Linked DNA regions of Mus musculus: region 2 is linked to region 1. Evidence: chromatin contacts called from public promoter capture Hi-C data. All regions are on one chromosome and are shown on one strand. The core of a region is the stretch at or near the end of the contact, and the rest is flanking DNA. Distances in the headings are between cores, read along the strand shown.

Region 1 (4,886 bases), core at 408-2,907:
TAGCACTCAGGTGAGATCTCTGTGATTCCAAGGCCAGCCTGGTCTACAAAAAGAGTTCTCGGTCAACCAGGGCTACATAGTGAGACTCCATCTCAACAAACTGGATGGTGGGGTACAAGAGCCTGCTGCTAAGCTTGACAGTCTGATGGATCTGCAGAACCTACATGGTGGAAAGAAAGAACTGACTGTATGTTGTCCATCCCAAACACCCACGCACGTGCGTGCACGTACACACAATCAGCAGTTAATAATGTAATCAAAACATTCCAAACAAGGCTGTTCCCACTTTTACACTGGGACTACTAACCCCTCCTTGAGGGGCTGACAGCTCTTGGACCTGCATCTGATTGTCCCCAGACCGTGCGGAGCCCTCTTGAGTACACACAGTAATTGACCAATACATGCTTATAGTATTAACTTACATAGCTACTGCTCTTGGGCAGCTCCTCACATTAAGTACTTGACAGTTGCAGAGCACCTATGGGTTCACCTAAGCAGATAGAAAAAGCTGCCTGCCATGGGGGCGAGGTCTAGGCCCCAGATCCACCTCACGGAGCAGCAGTGGCAGCTGCTAGAAGATGGACCCAATGAGGTGTGCCCTGGGACACAGGAACACTGCTCTGTTGGCTTTGAAATGTTCTCCCTGTATAGCCTTATCTGTCCCACAACTTGCAGGAATCGTCCTGCCTCGTCCCAAGGGCTGGGAATATGAGTTCTTTGCACCAGGGCCTAGCACCAGGAAGCCTTTCAAGGAAGCATGCCAGGCAGACTAGGTCAAGGCCCACAAAAGAAACAGTAGACCAGATGGGCATGGGTCTTCACACCTTTGATCCCAACCCTTGGGAAGCAGAGGCAGAGATCTCTGCTTTCAAGCCAACCTAGTCTACATAGTTTCAGGCCAGCGAGGGAGCATAGTGAGACGCTGTCAAAGGGGAGGGGTGGGGCAGACTGGAAGGATGGCTCTCAGTGGCTAACTTGCTGAGGGGTTCTCAGCACCCATACACAGCACACATACATGCAGGCAAAGCATGCATATGTATGCATATGCATAAGACAAAAATAAATTTTGTTTTAGAGTATGACTATACTTCAGAGGAAGATGCTATCAGAAGGGTTGAAATATAAATTTGAAATATAAGGGTCCAGAGAGACAGCTCAGCCATTAAGAATTCATATTGCTCTTGTAGAGGACTAGAGACTCCAGCACCATCATGGAGTGACGCGAATCTGCTGCCTTTGACTCCAGTTCTGGGGAGTCCATTCGATGCCTTCTTCTGGACTGTGCAAACACTGCAGTAACAGGATATATATATACACAATTAACAGAGTAAATAAATAACTAGTAAAAACCCGTAAGGCGATAGAGCTGTATGGTTGGGGAAAGGAGTCATTGCCGGAAGGTGGGGGCAGGGAACCCTTCCCGAAGGGGCCCCCTTGGAGGTCAACCACTCCATTATTGACTCTTAATGGCCACCAAGCACAGAACAGGTAGGACTTTATCCTCCGCCTGCTGATGAGGAACCAGAGACGAGGAGGAGTAAAGCCTCTCCAAACATCAGAGTCTGGAGGTAAACGTCCCCGCCCCCACCCCGCTCCGCCTCCTTGCTGAACAGGGCGCTGCTGGAAGGAGCCAGCCTCCTGCATCCTTGGAGGTCCAGCAGTGCTTGGACAGGCAAGTGGCTGCCCAGGCCAGTGTGTGGCTATCGCTTTCAATTCCTAGGAAGAAGGTTAAATATCTTCCAGAGGCCCCTAGAGGCGGTTGTGGAGAGGGCGGGAGAGGAGGGGGCGACCCAGTGACTTTCAAAGGGGCCCTGAAAGCTTAGCCACCCCTCCCCCGGGCCGCGGCTTCCTCCCGGCCTAATCAAATTCTGGGCTCAGCCCTAGTCTTTGGCGGCAGTTTAACCCGAGCCCGGGCGGATTTCTTTCTCACTGATCTCAGCTTGACACCCAATTAGCACAAGAATGGGAGGAGGAAGCCTGTGAGAGGCGCCTCCCAGCCTCCCGGGGCGCGCGAGGGGGCAGGCGGGAAAACAAAGGGCGGCGGGCAGGGGGGCACTTGCGCCCTCGCCTCCGCTGCGACCTGCCATTGTCTCTCTTGGAGCTTCAGAGAGGATGGAGGACTACGCCCTGGCTCTCTGGCTGGGGCCCCGGACCCTCTACTGCAAGGGATACTAGGGGAAAGTTATTTGTGAGACTCTGGCCTTAAGTGAGAAGTAGTGGGGAGGGCCAGGATCCCGAAGGCACGGCCTTCGGAGACTCAGTTTTGTCATCTGAAAAATGGGAGGAATATACAAGGTGTAGTCCAGTGGCTCTACTGCTTGGCACCACAGAGCTCAGTAGACAAATGTTCTTTGAGGGAACACAATACCCAGCCTGTACTGTTTCTAACTGATAGGTTAAGCTTGGTTCTGGACGCGAAGTGGCAGTAGCATCAGGCTCAGTGCTGCCAGCATGAGTTCTTTGCAGAGACTTCTGTTCAGATGAAGCCTGAACTTGGATTCATCAAGTTCCTGAAAGGGACTCCCATCAGAACTGTTGGGGTGATAGGCAGTGGTGGCGCACGCCTTTAATCCCAGCACTTGGGAGGCAGAGGCAGGCGGATTTCTGAGTTCGAGGCCAGCCTGGTCTACAGAGTGAGTTCCAGGATAGCAGGGCTACACAGAGAAACCCTGTCTCCAAAAACCAAAACAAACAAACAAAAAACAAAAAAGGGCTTGCTGCTTTTTCTAAGGACCATTTGGTCCCTAGTAGCCAGCTCCAGAGAATTCACCCTGTTCTGCTTGCTCTCTCTCTCTCTCTCTCTCTCTCTCTCTCTCTCTCTCTCTCTCTCTCTCTCTAAAAGGGCTTGCTGCTTTTTCTGAGGACCATTTGGTCCCTAGCAGCCAGCTCCAGAGAATTCACCCTGTTCTGCTCTCTCTCTCTCTCTCTCTCTCTCTCTCTCTCTCTCTCTCACACACACACACACACACACACACACACACACACACACAGAAATCTAAAAACAAAAACATTATGAAGAGCTGTGGAAGTAACTCGGTCTGGTGGGACCTCACTGGCCAGTCACACATCCTCAAGGCCCCCCCATCCCGTCTCGGTGAACTTGTCTAAGGGGGGAAAAATTCAAGGTTTGTTATTTCTCCTTCGGAACTCCTCCCACTTGTGGGAGTTTTTATTTTCCTTAACATTTTTTTTTAGTTTTATTTTATTTTGCCTGTATATATGTATGTGTACCATGTATGTAGCCGGTATCCAGGAGGTCAGAAGAGGGCTGTAGGACTTCCTAGAATTGGAATTTGGATAGTTGTGAATCATCATATGGGTGCTGGGAATTGAACCCTGGTCCATTGGAAGAGCAGCCAGTGCAGCTACTGAGCTGTCTCTCCAGCCTGTCCTTAATAATCGGAGGGAGGGAGGGAGGGAGAGGGAGAGGGAGGGAGGAAGGAAGGAGGAAAGAGATAGGAAGAAAAGTCAAGCTTAATAGCTAGTCCAAGTCTTTAATCCCATAGGCAGTCAGACATCTCTGTGAGATTGAACCAACCTGGCCTGTGTGTGTGTGTGTGTGTGTGTGTGTGTGTGTGTGTGTGTGTGTATGTATGTATGTCAAGGCCAACCAGGGCTACATAGTGAGACCCTGTCCCAAAAATAATTAAAATGGATGGCTCCTGAGGAGTGACACAGGCTAACCTGGCCTACACACACACAAACTAGAAAGGAGTGGGGAGGTAGCTCAGTATTAGAACTCTTATCTAGTGTGCGGGAGACCCTGCGTCAATCCCAAGCCCCGGCATGAAAATGGAGCCAGAGTGGTTAGGCTTAGCGTGATGGTGTAGACACCTATAATCCCAGAAGAGAAAATAACCCCAAAAAGAAAAAAAGAAACACGGCCTGGAGAGGCTGGCTACTCTTCTAGGGGACTCTGGTTCTGAGCACCCACAAGGCAGCTCACAACTGTCTGTAACCCCATGTTCTAGGAATCCAACAACCCCCCCTCCACACACACATATATTCAAGCAAAGCACCAATGTATAATAAGTAACAAATACATAAGGATCGTTAAAAAGAGAAGAAGGAGGTTTCCTCTTGGGAGTGTGAGGTGACTTAGTAGCTGCTGCTCTTAGTTCAGTTCCAGGTCCACAAAGCAGAAGGAGACAAGCAATTCCTACAAATTGTCCACTGATGCCACAGAGGCTATGGCATGCATGGGAACATATGTACACATGCAAATAAATGAATAAAAATGTAATAATGAAAAGTAAAACATAAAAATCTACACAGGGGCTAGAGAGGTGGCTCAGCGGTTAAAAGCACTGACCTTTCTTCCAAAGGTCATAGGTTCAAATCCCAGCAACCACATGGTGGCTCACAACCATCTATAATGAGATCTGATGCCCACTTTGGGGATGTCTGAAGACAGCTACAGTGTAGATAGATAGATAGATAGATAGATAGATAGATAGATAGATAGATAGACCTTTAAGAAAAAAATCCACACAAACTTTAATATAATTTGAAACATACAAGTTCAAAGAAAGACACTTAAAAATGTATAACCTTAGCCAGACAGTGGTGTCATACGTCTTTAATCCCAGCACTTGGGAGGCAGAGGCAGGAGGATTTCTGAGTTCAAGGCCAGCTTGGTCTACAGAGTGAGTTCCAGGACAGGCAGTGCTACACAGAGAAACCCTGTCTCGAAAAAAAATAAATAAATAAAAATTAAAAAAAAAACCAGGGGGTGGTGGCACACGCCTTTAATCCCAGCACTCGGGAGGCAGAGGCAGGTGGATTTCTGAGTTTGAGGTCAGCCTGGTCTACAAAGTGAGTTCCAGGACAGCCAGGGCTACACAGAGAAATCCTGTCTCGAAAAACCAAAAAAAAAAATAAAAAAT
Region 2 (4,305 bases), core at 1,314-3,813, 520 kb after region 1:
ATAAATAAATCTTTAAAAAACAAAACAAAAAAAGAAATCTGACTTGAGTCACCTGACCAAGGGGAAGCCTTCATTATGTTATTTTTAGATTGATTTATTTTGTATATGTGACTATACTACACTGTAGCTGTGTTCAGACACACCAGAAGAGGGCATCAGATCCCATTACAGATGGTTGTGAGCCACCATGTGGTTGCTGGGAATTGAACTCGGGACCCCTGGCCAGTGCTCTCTCCAGCCCCAAGAAGCCTTCATTGTAATGCCAGCCACCTAAGCATGTGTGGGCCCAGGACCTAACCTCATAGGTAGGTAGACATGGTGTGCAGATCCCTGAGCATCCCCTACGGTCCTGTCCGCAGTGTCTCAATGCCGTGAAGACAGTGCAGAGTCTAGCCTGCCTGGAGGAAGCAGATCACACCGTGGGCTTCATCCTACAACTGTCCCACTTCAGGAAGGAGTGGCACTTCCATCTGCCTCAGCTCATGCGTGATGTTCAGGTGGGCCTCGGACATTGCTTCTTTGAGGGTCTGAAGAAATCAGACCTGGGCAGGGAGTCAGTGGGTCTCCTCGGTGAACTGGAGGCGTCTCTGAATGTGGGCTTCTTGCTTGGGGCACAGGTTTGACTCAGGCTGCTTACTCAGGCTAGCTCTTCCCTCCATAGTGAAGTGAGACTGGATGAGTTGAGAACTTGGGCTCTTTGAGGTAGACTTAGGTTCAAAACCCTCAGGAGAAGGCCTAAAGCTGGAGGAGCCCACAGGCTTGAGAGGCAGTAGGCTGTGGCCATGGCTACTCTCTCTATGACCTTGGCCAGTCACATCAACTCTCTCCTCCTTCAGTGGACATAGTAGTAATCCCATCTTGCTGATGTCTGAGGCCTGTACGATGCCAGCAGTGCAGGGAAATGTTCTAGGCCTGAGTCCTGCTGGTTGGCTGTTGCGTTAGAGCATCAGTCAGTGGGAGGTGAGGCATGCTGGGTCCTGGGGGAAGATTTGTTTATAGGGCTGCCTCCATGAGTTTTTCCTGTCCCTCCTGTGTCCCAGGTGAACCTGGGTTACTTGTGCCAGGCCTGTACCTCCCTCCTGCACAGCCGCAAGATGCTGCAGCACTACCTACAGGTAATGAAAGCCCCTAGCCCGTCACCGCTGGCAGTGCCACCCTTGATCTCCTATGACTCACCCTTCATTTCTTGACTCTCCTCAGAACAAAAATGGTGATGGCCTCCCTTCAGCTGTCACTCCCCGAGCTCAGCGGCCATCCACCACCACCACCACCACCACCACCACCACCGCTCTGGCTACCCCAGCTGGCTGCTCCTCCAAGCAGCCTACTGCTGACACTGAGGCCTCAGAACAGCGAGCCTTACACACAGTCCAGTATGGGCTTCTCAAGATTCTCAGCAGGACCCTGGCAGCCCTGCGCCACTTCACTCCGGATGTCTGCCAGATCCTGTTGGACCAGGTACTAGTTGCCACCTCAAAACTAAGGCTAGGTTCCCACAATAAGCCTTGAACCTGGGCTCTGCAGTATACTGTACTGTGCTTTGGAGAACTCCCAGCGAGTTCCAGAGTGCTGGCTTTTTTGTCTTTCAGTCCCTGGATCTTGCTGAGTACAACTTCCTCTTTGCCCTAAGTTTTACCACTCCCACCTTTGACTCTGAAGTGGCTCCCTCCTTCGGAACCCTCTTGGCCACAGTGAACGTGGCCCTCAACATGCTTGGAGAGGTAAGCTGGTGAGGTGGCCCCCCCACATAACTTCCCACTTGTTTTAGAAATATAGAACATATCCAGCCCCTGGAGCCTAGGCCTCTTCCTACAGGGGCATGCTAGGAGTTCCCACCGAGTACCCTGTGAGGTACCAGGGAAGTTGGGATGCAAGACCTCCAACTAGAAGCTCTAACTGGCCACTCTTACTGCTAACTTGATTTTTATATTGCTTCCTATAGCTGGACAAGAAAAAGGAATCCCTCACCCAGGCTGTGGGACTCAGCACACAAGCAGAAGGGACCCGAACATTAAAGTAAGGCCTGAGGCTTGCCGCCTGGAGCAGCTATGGGCTGCTGTTCTCCCATCTGCGGCTCAGCTGTGTCTGTCAAATACTTTTGCGATATTGCCCATACCTGCCTCTCCAGGTCCCTCCTGATGTTCACCATGGAGAACTGCTTCTACCTGCTCATCTCCCAAGCAGTACGCTACCTCAGGGACCCGGCTGTGCACCCCCGGGACAAGCAGCGGATGAAGCAGGAGCTGAGCTCGGAGCTGGTATGGATGCTGGGCTGGCCAGCAGGGAACGCTGTTTGGATGCTGCCGGTTTTGTCATTTGGGTCAGGAATAGTGGCCCTGGACCTCATTAATCTGCTGCTTTTCTTGCAGAGCACGTTGCTTTCCAGCCTCTCACGATACTTCAGAAGGGGGGCCCCCAGCTCCCCTGCTGCTGGAGTCCTGCCCTCACCACAGGGCAAGGCCACCTCTCTCTCCAAAGCCAGCCCAGAATCTCAGGAGCCTCTGATCCAACTTGTGCAAGCCTTTGTCCGGCACGTGCAGAGATAGGGCGCCGACTGCTGTCTACCTGCTGCTCCTACCAACCTGCACTGCAGCCTGGGTAGAGGGCGCTGCCACCACAAGGCCAGCCACTGAGCAGGCAGCTCCCTTCGTCGTCCTCCTGCCCACCCGCTGACATTATTTTTATATAGCTAAAGAGGTCAACAGCACGGGCAGGGAGCCAAGGGGCTGGGTGCTCAGACTCTTAACAATATCCCAAGGTGGCCCCTTTCCTCCGAGCATTCCCATGGCACTTCACCAGCCAGGGAGGCCCTGGGTGCTGGCAGCACAGGAGAGTCCTGTGTGTAGTGAGGGTTTTCCATGATCTATTCTTGCAGTTTTTTTGGTAATACCGTGGTCTATTTATACAAATATTAAAAGTGCTGTTTATAGAGCCTGTGTCATGTGGCAACTTTCAGAGGCCCCAGATGTTGGGGGTAGGGAGGTGGCTGACTTTCAGTACCTGCCCATTTAGTCGTAGCAGCCTGTCAGGACAGGCACACAAGGGAGAGTCTAGGTCTCAGTGTACAGTTCTTCCTGCTGTGGAGCCCCAGCATGCCCACTGGGACCATCTAAAATAAAACATGGCCATACTAGGTGCTCCTAGAATCAGGCTGATGTAGGGCTCCCTGCCTGCCAGGTAAAACCTCCAAGGGGTAGATGCTCTTTTGCCCCGTAACTGTTGGTTACTGAAGCTTACCCGCTCCCTGACAGGCAAACCACTATTGTCCCATGGGTCCAGGGTTAGGGACGGACATTTTCCTTACGAAGAGTGTTGTGAAATTGTATGCGCGGAACACTGGGACCTGGGATGCTGTAGGACTTTTCCTCTGCTCTGTATGTGGAGCAGCCAGTGCCATGGCTCCATGCAGCCTTACCCCAAGAGGCCAATGAAGTCTTCCATCCACTTTCAGGGTGGCTCATGGACTGAGATCCTGATTCGCACACAAAGGATTTATTTGCCAGAGAGCAAGCAGACAGGCAGAGGTCAGAATGTTAGTTAGAAACTGAAGGAATGACTGCTGTAGCCACTGTGCCCAGCCAGAGCCATGAGGGAAGTGGGAGGCAGCACTTGGTGCTGCTGCTCTGGCTGACCCTTCTGGTTTCCTGCCACACTCCTAGCCCTGCCTGTGTGCTGCTGTCCCCCTCAACCTTCCACAGCCAGAAGGCAGATGTTCTTTCATGCCAAGAGCATCCATCCCCAGCATATCCTGGGCCCATGGTGGTGTCAAATGTAGTGACCCTTCTGCCTTAAGGGAGCTGGGAAGCCTGGGGTGTGCAGGGTTGCAGGTCAGAAGCAGGACTAGCAGAGGGGCCTGGGGCCATTCTGTCTTGTGGGCTCTTTAATAGCTGAATGACGGGCACAGCCAGAAAAGGGTTAGGTCCCTTATCCTAAGCAGCTCTGTGGCCAGCAGACGACTCTAAGTGGCAGAGCCTGGGAAGGGGCTGCTTAGCTGAGAAGTTCCAGGTAGGTGACAGGAACCTTGCCCTTCTTGTTGCCTCTCTCACCAATGAGCCAGTCGGGATCCATGCCTGGCAGGCTGTAGACAGTGATGAGCTGTTGGAGGAGAGAAGAAACTTATGCCCTAGACATGGGTGGGCCTAGTCCCAGGACTAAGCCAGGCTAAAGCTGCTACCTCCCAGTGAGAGATGTCACTTCAGGGCTGTACTGGGCCATAGACATTAGGGACTGCTCCTGCAGACCTATAGTCACTTCCCCTGACTCCCACAGCTCCTCCCCAGGGTCCAGGGGTTCCATGAGAGTGAG

What was found. Promoter capture Hi-C pulls out the DNA fragments that hold promoters and counts their contacts.
Region 2: a contact with region 1 is called in a promoter capture Hi-C map of the C10 cell line, with 2.7 times the contacts expected there. The contact joins two enhancer-like sites. A contact is called at or near these places in 4 of 39 promoter capture datasets (the C10 cell line, liver and pre-B cells), 1 of 115 datasets of contacts at active chromatin or transcription factors (pancreatic cancer cells) and 1 of 9 other capture datasets (pancreatic islet).

The regions. Positions count from the first base shown.
Region 1 is chr2:29,818,639-29,823,524 of GRCm38.p6, forward strand. No RefSeq gene overlaps it. Among named protein-coding and RNA genes, the nearest start is that of Urm1, 6.3 kb to the right of the region's middle. Within about 2 kb of position 1,658, at least 299 of the 459 cell types and tissues checked have an H3K27ac peak or open chromatin away from gene starts, as enhancers often do.
Region 2 is chr2:30,341,333-30,345,637 of GRCm38.p6, forward strand. It overlaps Nup188 (nucleoporin 188), which reads left to right. Exons shown (of 44, transcript NM_198304.3): 38 at 360-497; 39 at 1,041-1,115; 40 at 1,201-1,458; 41 at 1,590-1,721; 42 at 1,943-2,016; 43 at 2,129-2,258; 44 at 2,370-2,934. The coding sequence ends at 2,546. Sh3glb2 (SH3-domain GRB2-like endophilin B2) reads right to left here. Exons shown (of 12, transcript NM_001289709.1): 12 at 3,445-4,095. The coding sequence ends at 3,988. Among named protein-coding and RNA genes, the nearest start is that of Sh3glb2, 16 kb to the right of the region's middle. Within about 2 kb of position 2,564, at least 15 of the 459 cell types and tissues checked have an H3K27ac peak or open chromatin away from gene starts, as enhancers often do.